2 separate regions of the Mus musculus genome follow, and region 2 is linked to region 1. Evidence: chromatin contacts called from public promoter capture Hi-C data. All regions are on one chromosome and are shown on one strand. The core of a region is the stretch at or near the end of the contact, and the rest is flanking DNA. Distances in the headings are between cores, read along the strand shown.

Region 1 (5,452 bases), core at 1,462-3,961:
AGGAGCAAGAGGGCTTGTGAGACTCCAGAGGTAAATAAATGTCACAAGTCCAGGAAAGATGAGACTAAACTGCTGAGTTTCTTAAAAGCTGCCTCAGGGATCATCACTCAAGCTGGTGTGGGCGGTTTGGTAATACAGCTGCTTTTGAATTACTATTGATCCCGTAAATAATCCCTCATCCATACTTCTGTCAGCATTGTCAATGCAAACACATTAATTCACCAAATTAGAGTGTGGTACGTTACGTTTTCGGTCTGTCAAGAAGCCCCCTCTCAGTAGGGAGTTGTGTGTATTGTGCTTCCCCTGGGAAAGTCTTTCACACAACTGTTAACATCAAAATAATAGGTATAGCAGTATTTGTTTTCTAATAATCCAGTAACGTTTCTGATATAAATAGCATAAATGATTACTTCTTGTTGCTTAAAACTCTTCCAAACCATGGGCTGGAGACATGGCTCAGCGGTTAAGAGCACTGACTACTCTTCCAGAGGTCCTGAGTTCAATTCCCAGCAACCACATGGTGGCTCACAACCGTCTGTAATGGGATCAGATGCCTTCCCTCTTCTGATGTGTCTGAAGACAGCTACAGTGTACTCACATATATAAAATGAATAAATTAATCTTTATAAAAAAGAAGTTTCCCAAACTTACCAATAGTAGTAGCACCAGCATCTACACTATTTTCTATCAACTCCTTCACAGCGGTGCTTAAACTGAGTACCACCTGCCCAGAACAAATTTGATGGACTGACTTCCCATCAATAGGCTTGATGGCCTTAGCACATTCTGTACTAAAACAAAACGAAACAAACCAGTCACAAAACACAAAATCGATACTTAGACAGAGCAGATACTTCAATCTTGGTAAGTGGCTGATCTGTAACTAGTTAGCCTAACCCACTCATTATATGAACACACTCATTTCACTTGCAGATATGAATGCTCGCCAATCTTTTAACACTCGTTTAATATGTATTTAAAATTGAAACTGAAAAATCTAATTATCCATGCATCTATATGGAGGAGACCTGTTGTAACCCTCAAGGGACAGATCAATAACACAGAGTTCTTTTACAACACAGAGTTCTTCATTCTTGAAAAGTTGAATAACTTTTCAACATTAGTTTTTTTGGTTTTTTTTTTACACTTTTTTTTTTTTTTGGTTTTTTGAGACAGGGTTTCTCTGTATAGCCCTGGCTGTCCTGGACTCACTCTGTAGACCAGGCTGGCCTCGAACTCAGAAATCGGCCTGCCTCTGCCTACCGAGTGCTGGGATTAAAGGCTTGTACCACCACGCCTGGCTCACAATTCTTAAAAAGTCAAAGTTTGGTGGGAAATACTGGTTGACAAAAATCATCTTCCAACTATGTAACTATTCTCATAATTGCTTTTGAAACCTGTACCCAAATCCATGCTGCCTACACTGCTCTGATGAAAGTCCTCAGAGCTCATGTTTGAGACAAGAGTTCATTCTCAGCCTCCAAATGATAGTCCCACCTCACGACCACACTCAGCGAACGGGTTAAGTCTCTTTCTGTCCTGGCTGGCCTAGGGTAATCGCCTTTTTGTCTCCAGTTTACCCTGATTGCTACCACCAGTTTTGTTCACTCTGACACAGGTTCCAAGGTAGCCCAGAGCGCCCTCAAACTCCCTATGTCGTTAAAGGTAACTATGAACTCCTGCTGAGCCTGTTCCTGCTCGGATTATAGGTGTGGCTTGATTCCCACCAATTTCTTTTTACAATTACAAATCCAGTCGAAAAAAATCTTTAGGTTTAAATTTTTAGTGGTGCTCATTGCCTATCATATGAAGTTTGAAGTCTAGCAACGACAAGGTCCCAATCTACTATCACTAATTCCCCTACGGTTTAGTCACCATAAAAATAGTTTCCCGGCTATGAAATGCCCCATAAAAGTATAACAGAACATAGGTGCATCCTTGCAGTAACAATTTTAGGGTATTTTCCATATGGTCTGACATATAGTAGACTTCCAAAAACCCTGGTGAAATAAACCAACCAACCTCTTTTCTCTTCAATCTACCTTGCACAGAACCTCGCTGGTTATCACAGCACTCGGGTGTTTGAAGTAGGAGGATCCCGAGTTCAAAGCACTACCTCAAAAAACCAAAACAAACACTTGCACTCGTTCTAACTGCAAAGGATCTCTGGGGAAATCACAAGGTTAAAATACAGACAGCAAATTTGCATTTACAAATCTGTCACCGAATGTAACTGTGCTGGCCTTCGAAGATGTGCTTCACTGCTATGATGCCGCCTGTGAACACTACACCAAACGCACAGAAGCACCTCAATATAATAAAAGTTAAAAACCCTATTGACTGCAAGATCAGCGTGAGCCTTTAAGCCTCCCTCCCCAAGTCTTCAAGAATAAAGACTCAATAAATAAACAAACAGCGGAAACGAATTTTGTCTACGGCGACTGATTTTCGTGCTGGGTTTCAAGTGCACGGCCTGTGGCGGGAGGATGCCGAGGAAATAGCTTCCTCACAGAGGACCCGGTCCAGTCCGCGAGCTTGCCCGCCTCGCGCCTCAGCCACTTCCGGTCCTTTCAAGAGACCGGGATACCGGGAACTCTATAGAATGCGCCCGGAGACCACAAGTCCAGCTCACCTCACGCCTTCGGTTTGCTCCATGGATGCAGGACTCCTCCAGTCACAGTCACCGCGGGAGAGTTGGCGCTGCCGCTCTCGGGAAAAGACGCGTCTCCTGGAACACCCATTGGTTGCTTTTGACATATGATCCGCCCCTTCCGGGCGGGCTAGCGAAGGCATGCCAAGACCTCTTTACCGGTGATTGGCCAACTCAAAGGTCAAGTTGGTGACGTTAGACCAGCCCGGCCAATGAAAGCTCGGGGACTTCATTTTCCGGAACGCCAGCAGCAGAGTCAGAAAGAAGGCGGCTGCTGTCTGAGGTGGCCTTGGGTGGCTTCTGAGCGTTCCTGTCCCTCGCCCGCTACCTTCCTTGGGTTCCCACCATGCCGATGTACCAGGTAAAGCCCTATCATGGAGGCAGCGCACCTCTGCATGTAGAGCTTCCAACCTGCATGTACCGGCTCCCCAACGTGCACAGCAAGACCACCAGCCCCGCCACCGACGCGGGCCACGTGCAGGTAGGAGCGTGCGGCCCCTGCCTGGTGCGCAGGCGCCGTTCGTGCCGCGCCGCACCCTGCCCTATCCCTCGTCCAGTCTAGCGCGCCGGCGCTGTGTCTGCCTAGGGTCCCGGTCCCTTCTGCGGCCGGGTCCGACAAAATCCTCCTAGATGAGTGCTGCTGTGGGTTCCTGTCACGATCTCCAGGCGCACAGAAAAGTGAACAACACGAAAAATGCTCATTCGGAGGAATTTTCAGAGCGATCCCAGGGTTACCATAACCCAGGTTGACGGGTTTAGTGCCCCATCCTTCCCAGTTTAACTTTTCCACAAGAGGTCCCGACTTTTACTGTAGTTATGTGTTGTTTTTTTCGCGGTTAGGTTGTGGAGGCTATCTTTAAGCTATATAATCTTGATGGTCTGGAAACATAGTATGTGTTCTGTTGTCTGGCATACTGTACAAGATTTTGTTATAACGATAGTGAGTGATCTTGTTCCTGGCCACACCCCGCTTATTTATCTGCCCGGTCCTCACTCATGGGCGCTGGAATTTATAGACTAGCTAACATAAATAGCCTGTATAGGAATGGAATTCCTGGCCCAGTGGGCAGGTTTGCCTTCCACTTTTTAAGTTCTTTTTCAAAGCGGTTATACAGGTTTAAGCTGTTACCAGCAGGATAATGGAGACATCCTAATGTAGTTTTAATTTGGATGTCTCCAGTTTCTAAGTAAGTTGAGGTCCTTTTTCGTGTTTCCTGGCCATGGGAGTGTGGGGCAGAAACAGTGCCTTTGTAGCCCAGGCTGTCCTGGGATTCTTACAGCCAAAGATAATCTTGAGCCCTTTCTCCACCAGTGGAGAAAGAGCTTCCAAGTGCTGGGGTTAGAAGTGTGTGCCTGCCTAACTCAGAACAATTATCTTACCATGCTTATCACTATTGTTTGATCTCATTTTCTTTCTTTCTTTTTTTTTTTTATTTTGGTTTTTCGAGACAGGGTTTCTCTGTGTAGCCCTGGCTGTCCTGGAACTCACTCTGTAGACCAGGCTGGCCTCAAACTCAGAAATTCACCTGCCTCTGCCTCCCACCATCTCGTTTTCTAAAGACTAAAATTTGTTAGGTCTCAAATGGCTAACTGAGGTGCCCTTTAACATATCAAAGCAGACACTGGCCCTCAGGTCCACCCAGCACCCCTCAGTCTCTACCAGTGACAGGGCCTCCTGGTTGGTTTACCCCATCCCCTACCCTGAAATCTCCAGCCCAGAACTGAGCAGGGCTTCCCTCTCCCTAGCTCCTCTGGCTGCTACATAACTAAGCCGTTTGGCTATGCCAACGTCCCAGCTCAGGCTGGCCACGTTCACTCCGGACTCTCCAGCTGTCCCTGCCTCTGCTCTCCCTTTTATCTACAATAAACTTTACCCTCCAACCTTAGGAGTTGTCGCGCTCTTCCTTTTACGTTCTTCCCCACCCCTTTCAGTTTTCTACTGATTATCTATCGCAGCCCAGATTTCCAGCAGATAGAAAATGGGGCATTTTGGATAAATACGTAAAGAGATGCCGCTGTGGGCATCTCCTGATCCTTGTCATCCCTGATTTTGCCTACACTGGGAGAGAAGTGGTTAATTCAGAACCTGGTGGTATTAACAGTTGTCCAGCTGCGGAACTATGAAAACAAGAGCAGACATGGATCAGTGGTCCGTCAGCTAGACGCCGTCTTGGCCCCATAAGTGAGCATCTGAGTTTGACCCCTGGAATCTACATGGAAGGAAAGACTCAATGCCCCTGTGCTGTCCCCTGACCTCCAGTCACATGTGCACACATAATAAATGTAGAAAAACGAAATAAAGCCTATAGCAACTGTGATTGGTTTCTTAATGCATGCCAGACTGTACTTGGCAAAGAGGATGCGTTGGTACAAAGGATGAGCTGTTGGCTCTCTGTGGAGTTACTCTCTCAGTAGTGACTGCTCCAGATGACCAAGATAGGAGAATGCCAGTGCTGCCTTAAAGCAGTGCTCAGACTTGATCACTTGCTCCAGGGAGAGGCTTCCAAACTGGAGGGTGCTTCAAAGCCTGAGTTCCAGGCTGAAAGACATGGCTCACTGCTTAACACCTTTCTGCTCTTGCAGGGAGCCTGGATTTGGTTTTCAGAACCCATAGAGAGACTTACAACTGACTGTAATCCTGCTACCAGGATATCCTATGCTCTCTGCTCTCCTCCAGGCACAGTGGTACACACACGCACAGACAGACATGCAGGCAAAACACCTATACACATAAAAATAATTTTTAAAACCTTGAGGTCCTTTCTCCCCTTTCTTAAACAAATTATTTTCTATTGTCCTCCT
Region 2 (5,563 bases), core at 763-3,262, 940 kb before region 1:
GATCTGTCTGGGGTAAGTTGTGTATAGGAGAAGGCACTGTGTCACGCAAACACACACTTGACTTAGGGAGTGGGGAGGTTCCCTCAGATGAGACAAGAGAGGCCTGGGGAGGGGACTTCTAGGAAAGAAAATGCCTTCACCTGGTCCCCCATCATCCTGCCTCCTGCAAGTCTGTACCCCACTTGTTGCTTTGAGGCCTGCACTTTAATCTTTAAAATTCTCCACGTCAACTTAAAACTTTCCCCCAAAACCAAGCGCAGGAAGGCAAGGGTTTGGGCTGAAAACCTTCCCTTTTCTCTGAAGGTCAAATTCTAGCCCTTCAGTGAGAAATAAGATATGGAGTCAGACTGTTGACAGTCATGGGCTCCTTACGTTTGAGTACTGAGACAGGCTCTCACTATAACTTGATATGTAGACCAGGCTGTCTTGGAGCTTACAGAGATCTGCCTGCCTCTGCCTCAGTGCTGGGATCTAAACAAAATGTACACCACAACACCTGGCCTGAGGTTATGTTTTAAGAAAGTCTAGCTGGAGAGATGGCTCAGCGGTTAAGAGTACTGGCTGTTCTTTTAGAGGTCCTGAGTTCAATTCCCAGCATCCACATCGTGGCTCACAAACATCTGTAATGGGATCCAATGCCCTCTTCTGGTGTGTCTGAAGAAAATGACAATGTACTCACATACATAAACAAATCTTAAAAAAATATTTAAAAAAATGATTTATGGGCTGGAGAGATGGCTCAGAAAAAAGAGCTGGGCATGGTGGCGCACGCCTTTGATCCCGGCACTTGGGAGGCAGAGGCAGGCGGATTTCTGAGTTCGAGGCCAGCCTGGTCTACAAAGTGAGTTCCAGGACAGTCAGGGCTACACAGAGAAACCCTGTCTCGGAAAAAAACAAAAACAAAAACAAAAACACACAAAAAAAAAAAAGAAAAGAAAAGAAACAAAGTCTAACAAGCGTGTGCGCAGGCAAGCCTACCTGTGGTGAACTGGCCCTTCAGCTTCTGGAAGACAGGGTCCTGGGCGGTGGCTTGTGCGCGGCGGGCCAGGGACTCGGAGGCCGCACTAGAGAACATGGTTGAGACGTTGGACACATTCTCCAGGCCGACCCCGAAAGTGCTCACCAGCTTCTTGACAAAGTTAAGAGTGTGAGGGGTGATCTTGGCGTCTGATACTGCACCGCTCTTTTCAAAGGCAACAGAGTAACATTTTGCCAGGCCCTGCTGGAGCTGCCTGAGCACCTAGCAGAAGAGACAAAGACCATGAGTCAGAGGGCAGCGTGGCAGGCAGCCGGTGCGGCCCGTGCCATGTCAAGCCCATACACACCTTTACTGACACTCGGTGGGCACCACATTACCTACAAACTCTCACGGCCACATGGAACTGGCCAGAGCCCGGCAGGACACACTGCTGGGCAGGAAAGTGAGTGGTAGTCTGTCCCCAGCTCAAGTGACTGCCCTTAGGGAGATAGCAGAGTGGAAGCAAGGCTGAAACCCACACACTGCCACTGCCACTGCCACTGCCACTGCCACTGCCACAGCCACAGCCACAGCCACAGCCTGTCCCTCACACAGGAGCCACCAGCAGCAGTTAGAAAGGAACTGAGGCCATGAAGGTGCGCACGGTAGCAAGGAGCCTTATTAGCTCCATTTCCTTGTCACAGGGACACAGGCTGGCCTGGGACTCCTGAGTGCCAGGATTGCAGGAATGGACCACTATGGCTTGCTGATGAGGCGCTGGGATGAAACCCAGGGCTCTGTGTACTCCTGGCGAGCACTCTACCTACTGAGCTACAACACCCTCGGCCGTCATATTTCAATGCCTTGAAGCTGCACTGCTGTCTGGAGAGCTATTTACCTAATCCACGGTGACATCAACTGTAAAGAGCTGTGCTGATCAGACACCCCGGTCTGAGCACAGCCATGTCTGCAGACACGGCTGGTACCATCCACTCCCTCTACAGGAGGCAGCGGCCGCAGAGCCAGGGCGCCTACCTCTTCGTGCCAGTTCTCTCTGAACCAGACCATCTGGTCGACGATGCCTTCCAGGGAGGACAGGAGGGTGGGGTGCAGCTCCCTCTGCATGTGCATGATCCGGCTGCAGCGCCACATGGGCGCTGTCGCTCTGATGGGCCCTGGATCTGACGCAGAATGGGACTGGTTACCCGCTGAACTGGGCTGCTGCTGTCCAGAATCTGAGAGCAACACACACAACGCCAACGTCAGCGCAAGACCCACGATGCCACCTCAGCGCAATACAGGACCCACTGGCCACAGAAGGCCGGTTCCTGCCACGGTGGGACAAGACCTTTCCTCCCAGGGACAGGGTGAAGATGGCCTGGTTCTAAGAACAACTGTCCCGCTTGACCGAAGAGTGGAGAGCAGATTAGTTCTGCCCTGAATACAGGTGGCCCAGGGAAAAGCTAGCGTGTGTGCCCACAGACTGCCTGCCACCCGAGAGTCCTAGCAGGTAAGGCTCATGGCTCTCTGAGCCCCTGTGTCATCTGCTGTCTGATATAAAATATTTGGAAAATCATCTCCCAACATATTCCTTGCTACAAAAGTTCGAAGAATCTAAAAAACTGATCTAAATACTTCATCCAGGAAGGCCAACCCCCCACTTGCAAAATGACATTTTTGAAAAATAGTCACCTCTGAGAAATACACTATAGAACAGAACACTGCATGGCCAGCTTTCTGGTTTAAGATCACTATATTTAGCCAGGAACTTAATTAACCTTAATTTTCTGATGACCAAGCCAAAGAGCTGACGTCACTGTGCTCCCCCCGGCCCCCCCACACACACACACTTGATCCTTCTCCCCGGCAGAGGCTCTGGTGCCATGTGTGGAAGCTGACTGGCTATGAGGCACCGTGCTTACCAAGCACCCACACCATAAAGTCAGGTCTTTGCTCATCAAGGCTGGTCAGGGCAGAGTCAAAGTCCTGCTCTTGGTTCTTAGGATCATCTAGAGAGCAGACTGCTGACAGCTCAAGGCCCTCAGCAGGTCCACAGCACATTTACACACTGACATCTTGGTTGTTGAGGCTTTCCCACAGTGGGGACCTCACCAGCTTCACTCTATCTCCAATAAGTCATCCCATGAACACCTACCCTCCTGCCACACACTGTTCAGCCATTAGGCTTGGTCCTCTGGCCCTGACCAAAAAGAAGCCTGACTACATGTGGGAGGGGAGCTGTGGGCAGGGGTGTGCCTATCACAGTGGTGAGATGGGTAGCCCACCTGTTATGGTGATGATCTGGGGTACTCCCCACGAGCCCTCGGAGCCCCCTGCCAGCCACCCCAGCCACAACATACCACTCTTGTAGCGCTCCCTCTGCTCAATCTTCAGGGTCAGGTACAGAGTCCGGATGGGAAAGTAGACAGCCTGGGGATATACCCGTCCAACCTGCTGGGAGACAGCAAGGAGTCAACTGCACTGTTCCACGGGAGAGTTCTGGGCAGTGGACAATTTGTAGGGAGAGTAACTGTATGCAAGCAGTGAATGGGTTTTTGTTGTGCACTTGGGTCAAAGAGGCCAACACCAAGCAACTGATGTAATATATAAAGTTGCTGACCAACAGATGGAATAGCTTGTTTAAAACCCCAACAGATCACACATGCATCTCATAAGTTCTACCTGGCAACCGACCACTCCTGGCAGATACCATACTCATTTCCTTCAGCAAATCTGAGGAAAGCAGGAAACACTGGCTCCGGATCTTAACCAGTGAGACTCCCTGTGTATCCATTAGTCATGGGATTGTGCACAAGCCTCCAACTAAAGGGCAAGCCCACTAAAGGCCGCTCTGGTTCATGCAACTGCAGGAGTCAAACAAACACGGAGGCAAGGTGGCAGGTGCCAGCTCTACCATACTAGCTTGTGACCAAGAGGACACTCTATCACTCAGACCTTTCAGACGTGCCACAGAACACCTGCTTCTGTGTGCAGCCACTGCATGGGCGACAATAGAGGACACATTGAGACAGTAACCAGGCAGCTAAGCTCTAGGTCAAACTTGGGTCTCGAGGATCGCTTATGTGATCTCAAGAAAAACCAAGTCTTCTCCAGGAATCACAAGACAATCCCATGAGGACAGAATCAACTGGAGAGGTGCTGCCTGGCGTGCTGGGCACAGCTGGCACCTGCTCACTCAGGAGGAGCTGTGAGGCGCTAACCCCGTCTAACTTACACCACTAGCACTCCTTAGGAGCCAGCATCCCTGACACTGTCCCCACCTGGCTGATGAGGTTCAGCAGCAGCTTGCCCTCAGAGCCCACCAGGCAGGTGAGCAGCTGCGGGATCCACGCCAGCCACTGGATGGGAGGTACACCGATGCAGTACTTGTCTACAGCATCCGCCAGCGTGTTTTTGTCATCATCGAAACTCAGAAGCCACAGCACCTAAAGCAGAGGACAAGTTTTAGTTATATGAAATCTGAGAGCCTCAATGGAGGTCCCAACCTTAAATGAAATAGTGTTATCGACCATGAGGGAGAATCAGAACAAAGCTTAAAGAGCTTAAAGTGCCACCGAAGGTAGGGTTGGCACTGGCTTAATGACCATGTATGCTGATGTACACTCCCAAGCTCAAGTTCATGGGGATTTGAAAGACCCCACAAGCAGAGTTTATTCATGTCTGCTGCAAACACTGACTCCGGCTGTGCTGCGCCTCTGCACGGAGAGCATGGATGCAGGTTGGATTTCAGTTCCCTCTGGCCTAGAAGGCTTTCCCCAGGGTGTGTGAGACCCCAGGATGGTCAGGCCTCTGTAGGGATGGGAAGTGAACAAAGGCAAGCAAGCAGAGCTGGAGCTCAGCCCAGTCAGAGGCTGCTCTGTGACAAAGAGGACGGAGTCTCCTCAGCTCACCTTGGCCAAGTACTTCCTGGACTTGCTCTCGTTCTGATGCCGGCAGGCATGCAGGTAGCAGGTGATGGCAGACACGCCCAGGTGCAGCTGCCGCTCCTTCACGAAGATGCTCTCCAGGTAGTCCCCCCACATGGCCCAGGCCTTCACCAGCACATCGTGCATCTGCACGGCAGCCGAGAACGCTTTGTTGGCCTCCTCAGATCTGTGTGGAACCAAAACACACAGCATATGCCACCACTCTGCCTCACAGAGGATTTAACTATTGGTGGCACAAACTTGGACTCGGGAGGCTGAGGCAGATCGGAAAACTTCAAGGTCAAAGCTAGCCTAGAACACACAGCAAGCCACAGGTCAGCCTGAGCCACATTGTCAGGACCTATTTCAAAACTTATAACCAGCCAACCAAACAAACTGAACATCTGAGTCATAGTTAACACACTCATGGAACTGCTGTGTGGCTTTTCCTATGCAGTTACTCTGATTCCTGGAAATGCCATGCCCCTGGCCACCAATCTGCCTTCCATCTGTGGGGACTGATGTATCTTCCCCATCAGACTGCACCCAGTCCATCAGACTGCACCCAGTACAGCATTTCAGAGGTCTCCACACTGCAGCATGTATTCTGCAGCTCTATGGCTCCACTGTATGTGCAGAGGGCTGTTCACTTAACACTGATGCCATTTCCACACTCTGC

Evidence for each region. Promoter capture Hi-C pulls out the DNA fragments that hold promoters and counts their contacts.
Region 2: a contact with region 1 is called in a promoter capture Hi-C map of hippocampal neurons, with 2.6 times the contacts expected there. The contact joins the enhancer-like site here to the promoter of Pms2 in region 1. A contact is called at or near these places in 6 of 39 promoter capture datasets (3T3-L1-derived adipocytes, the C10 cell line, cranial neural crest and 3 more) and 1 of 484 Hi-C or Micro-C datasets (cortical neurons).

What each region holds. Positions count from the first base shown.
Region 1 is chr5:143,907,260-143,912,711 of GRCm38.p6, reverse strand. Pms2 (PMS1 homolog2, mismatch repair system component) reads right to left here and starts at 2,711. Exons shown (of 15, transcript NM_008886.2): 1 at 2,633-2,711; 2 at 652-791. The coding sequence starts at 2,655. Aimp2 (aminoacyl tRNA synthetase complex-interacting multifunctional protein 2) reads left to right here and starts at 2,873. Exons shown (of 4, transcript NM_001172146.1): 1 at 2,873-3,131. The coding sequence starts at 2,997.
Region 2 is chr5:144,842,045-144,847,607 of GRCm38.p6, reverse strand. Trrap (transformation/transcription domain-associated protein) reads right to left here. Exons shown (of 71, transcript NM_001081362.2): 61 at 4,870-5,071; 62 at 4,240-4,404; 63 at 3,319-3,409; 64 at 1,994-2,193; 65 at 979-1,240. Among named protein-coding and RNA genes, the nearest start is that of Mir7039, 52 kb to the left of the region's middle. Within about 2 kb of position 2,012, at least 10 of the 459 cell types and tissues checked have an H3K27ac peak or open chromatin away from gene starts, as enhancers often do. A contact at or near this core is called in hippocampal neurons, where this site is marked.